Regions from separate parts of the Pan troglodytes genome. Here region 1 is linked to region 2. The links are chromatin contacts, called in public Hi-C maps. All regions are on one chromosome and are shown on one strand. The core of a region is the stretch at or near the end of the contact, and the rest is flanking DNA. Distances in the headings are between cores, read along the strand shown.

What was found. Hi-C and Micro-C count contacts between places; a contact is called where the count stands out from the background.
Region 1: a contact with region 2 is called in a Hi-C map of stem cell-derived neural progenitor cells, with 3 times the contacts expected there. The contact joins the enhancer-like site here to the promoter of RFLNB in region 2. A contact is called at or near these places in 2 of 7 Hi-C or Micro-C datasets (induced pluripotent stem cells and stem cell-derived neural progenitor cells), 1 of 1 datasets of contacts at active chromatin or transcription factors (stem cell-derived excitatory neurons) and 1 of 1 other capture datasets (stem cell-derived neural stem cells).

The regions. Positions count from the first base shown.
Region 1 is chr19:11,153,715-11,156,964 of NHGRI_mPanTro3-v2.0_pri, forward strand. The region is part of intron 5 of VPS53 (VPS53 subunit of GARP complex); the gene reads right to left. Among named protein-coding and RNA genes, the nearest start is that of VPS53, 51 kb to the right of the region's middle. Within about 2 kb of position 1,632, at least 8 of the 24 cell types and tissues checked have an H3K27ac peak or open chromatin away from gene starts, as enhancers often do. A contact at or near this core is called in stem cell-derived neural progenitor cells and stem cell-derived neural stem cells, where this site is marked.
Region 2 is chr19:10,948,059-10,951,410 of NHGRI_mPanTro3-v2.0_pri, forward strand. RFLNB (refilin B) reads right to left here and starts at 1,389. Exons shown (of 3, transcript XM_024350152.3): 1 at 1,068-1,389. The coding sequence starts at 1,277.

The sequences.
Region 1 (3,250 bases), core at 382-2,881, 210 kb after region 2:
CAAAGAATCGGGAAACAAGACAACATTACACTTGGTGTCAGCTCTGGGAGAGAAGGGTCTTTTGCTTTGTTCATTGTGTAATTCTCAATGCTTAAAATAGTGCCAACCACACAGAAGGCACTCACTAAATATGTACTGAGTGAGCAAATGAACAGATACACTATGTAAAGTGCCTGTCATTAAAATCAACAACAAACTGCCTGCCATTCCCACTCTTACCTGATCCTAAAGAGCATTTCTAAAACTTTTTGACCTCAGAATCTCTTTATACCCTTGGAAATTTATTGAAAGGGTTTATGTAGGTTATATCTACTGACATATACCAATGTTGGAGATTAAAACTGAGGGGTTTAAATAAAAAATATGTATCTGTTAATCCATTTAAACATGACAATGATAAATATATTACATGTTAGCATAAATTACATGTTTTTTGAAAAATAACTATATTTTCCCCCAGACAAAACAAAGTTGTTTTTTTGTTTGTTTGTTTTTTGTTTTCTGTTTTGAGAGGGAATATCGCTCTGTTGCCCAGGCTGGAGTGCAGTGGTGCAATTTCGGCTCACCGCAACCTCAGCCTCCTGGGTTCAAGTTATTCTTCTGCCTCAGCCTCCCGAGTAGCTGGGACTACAGGTACCCGCCACCACACTCAGCTAATTTTTGTATTTTTAGTAGAGACATGGTTTCACCATATTGGTCAGGGTGGTCTCGAACTCCTGACCTCGTGATCTGCCTGCCTCAGCCTCCCCAAGTGCTGGGATTCCAGGCGTGAGCCACTGCGCCCGGCCTACAAAACAAATTTCTTGAGAAGCGTGGCACTGCTGGGGTGTCTCTGCAAAAATCTTTAGTGTCTGCTCTGATAAACACCAGCTGGACTCCCATACACACTTCCGTATTGAATCTGTTGTGATCTGTTGTTCTGGTTGAAAATATGAAGAAAATCTGGCTTCACATAGATATATGTAGTTAGAAAAGGAAGAAATACTTTAATACCCATCTCTTTGTCTATTTAGGCTGCTATTAATATAATCAAATATTTTAAACTGGGTAATTTCTAAACAACAGAAATTGTTAACAGTCCTGGAAGCTGGAAAGTCCAAGATGGAGGCACCGGGAGATCTGGTGCCCGGTGAGGATCCTTTCCTCACAGACGGCATCTTCTGTGTGTCCTCACATGGGGAAAGGGGCAAATGGCCATCCTTCAAAAGTCTTTTATGAGGACACTGATCTCACAGATGAGGGCAGACCCCTTGTGACTCAGTCACCTCCCGAAGGCCCTGCTTCTAAATCCTGTCACAATAGGGATTAAGTTCCAGCATAGGAATCGTGGGGGATACCAACATTCCTGTGCTGTGACATGCTGTTTTGGTTGAAAATAGGAAGAAAATCTGGCTTCACATAGATATATGTAATTAGAAAAGGAAGAAATATTTTAATACCCATTTCTTAGTCTATTCAGCTGCAATTCATAGAACAGAACACTTTAAACACAGCAGCCCTTTTCAGGTACTTGGTGATAAGCCTTTTTTAAACTACACTAAAACTCAAAAAGTGGTAGATTCTTGAGGATCAGCTGCAGTGTGGGATTTGAAATTGAATTAATGAACTTGCCACACCATGCTGCACGAAACCCGCTGATCAGCTGTGCTTCTGCCGAGGATGCAGAAAGCAGAGAGTGCTGCTCTTACGCTAACAAGGAGGAAAGCGGAAACTGAAAACCACAACTTTTCTTCAACCTAGCAGAGAGCTAAAGGCAACCAAGCATCCTGAAATCCAAGAAGGAAGGTGCTCCCCCAGGAAAGACAGGACAGGAGAACCGTCTCCATGTAGAAAGGCATGTAAGGAAGACGGGGGTGCCACACAAGCAGGCGAGAGGGCTGAAGGAAAATTTTTAACAAGTTACTAAAGGCCAAGTGTGGGCTGGCGCAATGGTAGGGAGGCCTGGAAAGTGTAAGCACAGGTGGGTTTGCACCCACTCTCAGGCTCTTTTCCAAGACCTTCACTGGGTGTTCATGAGGAAAAAATGTGGGCACTCTCTCCTCTTCTACACAAAATGCCTGGCATTCAATAAAAAATTTTAGGACATATATACGCCAAAAAAGAAAAAAAAGAAGAAAGGGAAGAAAGGAAAAGCACCCATTGTTAAGAGACAAAGCAACCAACAGAACCTGTCTCAAAGAGGAGCCATTTGGTATAAATATTAGACAGGCTACAGAGGAGGGGATTTTAAAATAACAATGAATAATATGCTAAAGAATCTGGTAGAAAAGGTGTTTTACCTGCATGAGCAGATGAAGAATTGCAGCAGAGAGCAGGAAATTATAAGAAAGAATCAAACGGAAGTGCTAGAAAAAAGGACATGGTGTCAGGGCTGAAGAATTCCTTCAACAGCCTCAGCACACTCGACACAGCAAAAAAAGGATCGGTGAACTTTAAGGTGGGTCAATAGAAAGTACCCAAACTGAAACACAAAGAGGAAAAAAGAAAAGAAAATCCAACACCTGCAGGACAGTATTAAATGTTCTAAAAGACATGTAAGTAGAATTCTAGGAGGAAGAGAGAACACAACAGAAACATTTGAAGAGATAATGGCTGAGAATTTTTTTTTTAAGTGAAAGGCATTAAACCACTGATCCAAGAAGTGCTGAGATCCCAAGAGGAATAAGGGTTGACTTCTCAGAAACAATGCAAGCTAGAAGACAATGACTGACATTTTTAAAGTACTAAAAAAAAAAAAATAAAACAACAAAGCTGCCAACCTAGAGTCCTAAACCAAGCAAAAATATTTTTAAAAAATAAAAGCAAAATTAAAACTTTTCAAGCAAAGAAAAGCTGAGAGCATTTCTTGCCAGCAGACTGTGTTATAAGAAACACTAAAGGAAGTTCATGAGGCAGAACAAATATGGTACAGAAAAAACTCAGATCTAAGGAGATAAAAATGAGATCTATGTGAGGTGACAAATACCTTCATTTGCTTCTCTGCAGGCTATTTTACTGTCTATATGTATCCTATAACATGTTATACACCTTAAAGATACACAATACAATTTACTTCTTCAAACATAAAATAAAATAGCTGGGTGTGGTGGCACACGCCAATAGCCTCCGGCTACTCAGGAGGCTGAGGCAGGAAGATCACTTGAGCCAAGGAGTTTGAGGCCAGCTCAGGCAACGTAGCAAGACCCCATCTCTAAAAATATAAAATAAATGTAGAAACTTGAAAACTGACAAACAATAAAAATATTTTTAA
Region 2 (3,352 bases), core at 139-2,638:
GCCAGCAGGACGCCTCCTGGGAGAGATAAGAGGCCCTGGGCATGCGGGTGGAGGGCAGCAGCAGAAACGCTGGTGTGGTGTATGTGTCCGGCCTGTGGCCAGGGCAGGTGGACGACGAGGCCAGATGGGGCCGGACGGGAGGGCGCTGAAGGCCAAGTTGAAGCCAGCCCCGCCTTGGGATGGCGATGAGGAAACTGCCCTGATGCCCACCTAGAGACAGGGTGGGAGGGGCGAGACCACCAGCACCGCCGGGGCTCCCGTGGGGGTCCCCAGGAACCTCTCGTGGGGATCCCTAGGGACAGCAGCGGCCGCCGACTTCACCTGGGGGAGGGGGCTGGAGGTCCCCATCCCAGGGAGCAGGGCCGGGCTGCAGCCCCGCTCCAGCTTTTCTGAGACTGCGGGCAGGATGTGGCTTCCCCAGAGTTCTAAATAAAGGCAGCAAACACCAACATCCGAGCGAGTCCCAGGGCAAAAGATTAGGTGGAGTTTTTTCTTTAAATGAACATTTTAAAGTAAAGTAAAAGGATTACTCCGTGAAAGTTTCCACCCACCCAAAGGCCTCCCACCCGTCATGTGAGGGACACCGGGTTCCCGGTGCTCAGGCCAAGAGGGGGCCCCGGGAGGCTGCAGGCTGGGGAGGGACCTTTCTCCCAAGGTCGAGGAAGGCTCTGGCCCCTGTGCCCCGGGATGGGGGGCCCGGCTGGGAGGAGGCGCGCGGCCCCGTGGGAGCCCAAAGCCGCGGGGTGTCGGGCCGGGGTTCCCTCCAGGCGCCCCCCGCGCCCGGCAAAGGCAGGAATGTGGCCGACCCGCAGCCCGGCAGCCCCGGGGCCGCCACCCCGAAGGGAGGAGACGGCGGCTCGCCGCTCCCGGGGCTCCCGCGCCACCCAGGCGATGACAATTTTCCAGCCACCCGCTCCAGCTGGCCAGGCTCGCGGCGCTCCCGCCCCGGGCTCCCGGCGATGGCCGCCCCGTCCCGACACAGCGCGCCCGGGGAGCAGGAGCCGCTGGGGGGCCCGGAGCGGAAACCGCGGCGCTGGGAGGGAAGGAGCCCGCGCGGGGCCACTCACCGGAGCCGCGGGGGTCGCCGCCGCCGCGTCGGGCTCCAGCGTCCCCGGTGCCGCCGCGCGCTCTCCGCCGCCTCCGCCCGCCGCGAGCCCCCAGTGGCTGGGGCTGGGGCTGGGGGGCAGCCCCGAGTCCGGGCTGTCCAGGACGCCGTCGCCCTTCTTCTTCGCGTCCACGAGCTCGGGCACATCCTGTAGGCTCAGCCGGCCCACCATGGCGGCGCGCGAGGGGGGCCCGAGGCACCCGCGCCGGGGTCGCGGGACAGCGAGGGGCGCAGACGCGGGCCGGGGCCGCTGCCCGCCCGGCCGCCCTCCCTCCCTCCCTCCCTGCCCCGCCGCCCGCGCGCCGCCCGGGTCTCGCCGCTGCCCGCCCCGGCCTCGGCCCCGCCCCTTCCCCGCCCCAGGCCCGGCCTCGGCCCCGCCCCGAGCCTTCCCCACCCCGGCTTCGGCCCCGCCCCCGCCCCGCCCCTTCCCCGCCCTCCGGCCCCGCCCCCGGCGGTGGGCCCCGCCCTCTGGCTCCCAGCCCCGCCCCCCGAGGCCGATCCCCGCGCGCTGGCGGCACCGAGCGCCAAAGGCCCCCCAGCCCGGGGTCTGGCCCCCAGCGCGCTACAGGTGGACGCGGGGACCCGCTCGCGCCGGGGCCCTGGGGGCGCGTTGACCCCTCGCCCTGTCGCAGCGGGACCCGGGAGGCGCTAACAGCTTCCGAGCTCGCGGTCGGGGGATCCCATCCCGCAGAGGCCTGGGAAGCCGCGCGAAGCCGGCGAGCAAACAACTGGAAATTATTAATAGTTAATGCGCTTCGTGTGGCCGCAGCCGCCTGTTGGCCCCGGAAGGCGGGCTCTGGCGCTCCTGCCCGTCCCGGAGGAGAGGCCTGTCCTCAGGGGCTCCGCAGGCGCGGGTCACCCCTGGTGCTCAGCTGGACAGGCTGTGGCCACGCAGGACACGCGGGGCAGAGACCTTCTGCGGCTGGCGCAGACTCGGGGACACGCTCAGCAGGTTGACCGCGGGCTGCCTCTAGGGCCACCGGCCGCCCGGTGGGGGCCACGGCTTCTCCCTCACCGGGGCTAACCGCTCTGCCCACCCCACCCCCAGGAGAATCCCTTCTGAAAAACAGACAGCACTTCTCCCCACCCCTTCGGTGTGACAACGAAGCCTTATCCTGAGTGGGAACTCGTCTCCATAGCTGCGGGGTGTAGGACTGGGCTGTTTCTCACGGGTCTCCGAGGTCAGCAGAAAGTGCAGAGTCCCCACTCCACCTGCAGCCCTCCCCTGGGGGTTCTGATGGGTATTCAGCCGAGGGCCTGGAGCTGGAGCCTCACCCAGACCTACAGGACAGCTCAGGAGTCACACCCTGGACGTCCCTGGCTGAGACAGTGGCAGCCCAGTGCACATCCTTGTAAAGATAAAGGATGTTTGTCCTGCTTGGGCCAGACCTGTTAAACTCAGAAACTCAGAGCAGGTAGATCTTAGAGACCCGCTGGCCAAGTTCCCTCCTCTTACCTCCCTTAGCTGTCACTTTCATGTAAGGAAACAGAGAGGGATTTCACTTGCCCCAAGTCACACAGCTGATCCGAGACAGCTTGCTGCGGACAGAGAGTCGGCATCATCCCTCCACAGAAGGTAAAACCTGGCACGCGCCTGTGTGCTGGCAGGTGGTTCATGCATTCAGGGTCTGCGGGAAGAGATTGCAAAATCCGCAGTGCACGGTCCTGGCCAAACGGTATTGCAAGTGTTACCGGGAAGGGGTCCCGATCCAGGCCCTCAGAGAGGATTCTTGGATCTTGGGCAAGAAAGAATTCGGGACGAGTCCATACAGTGAAAGCAAGTTTATTAGGAAAGTAAAGGAACAAAAGAATGCCTACTCCTTACAGCAGCTCCGAGGGCTGCTGGTTGCCCATTTTTATGGTTATTTCTTGAGGATATGCTAAACAAGGGGTGGGCTATTCATGCCTCCCGTTTTTAGACCATATAGGGTAACTTCCCGATGTTGCCATAGCGTTTGTAAACTCTCAGGGCGCGAGTGGGAGTGTAGCAGTGAGGACCACCAGAGGTCACTCTCATGGCCATCTTGGTTTTGGTGGGTTTCGGCCGGTTTCTTTACCGCGGCCTGTTTTATCAGCAAGGTCTTTATGACCTGTATCTTGTGCCGACCTCCTATCTCATCCTGTGACTTAGAATGCCTTCACCATCTGGGAATGCAGCCCTGTAGGTCTCAGCCTCATTTTACCCAGCTCCTATTCAAGATGGAGTCACTCCGCTTCACAGGCTTCTGATGCAGGGACACAGCTGTA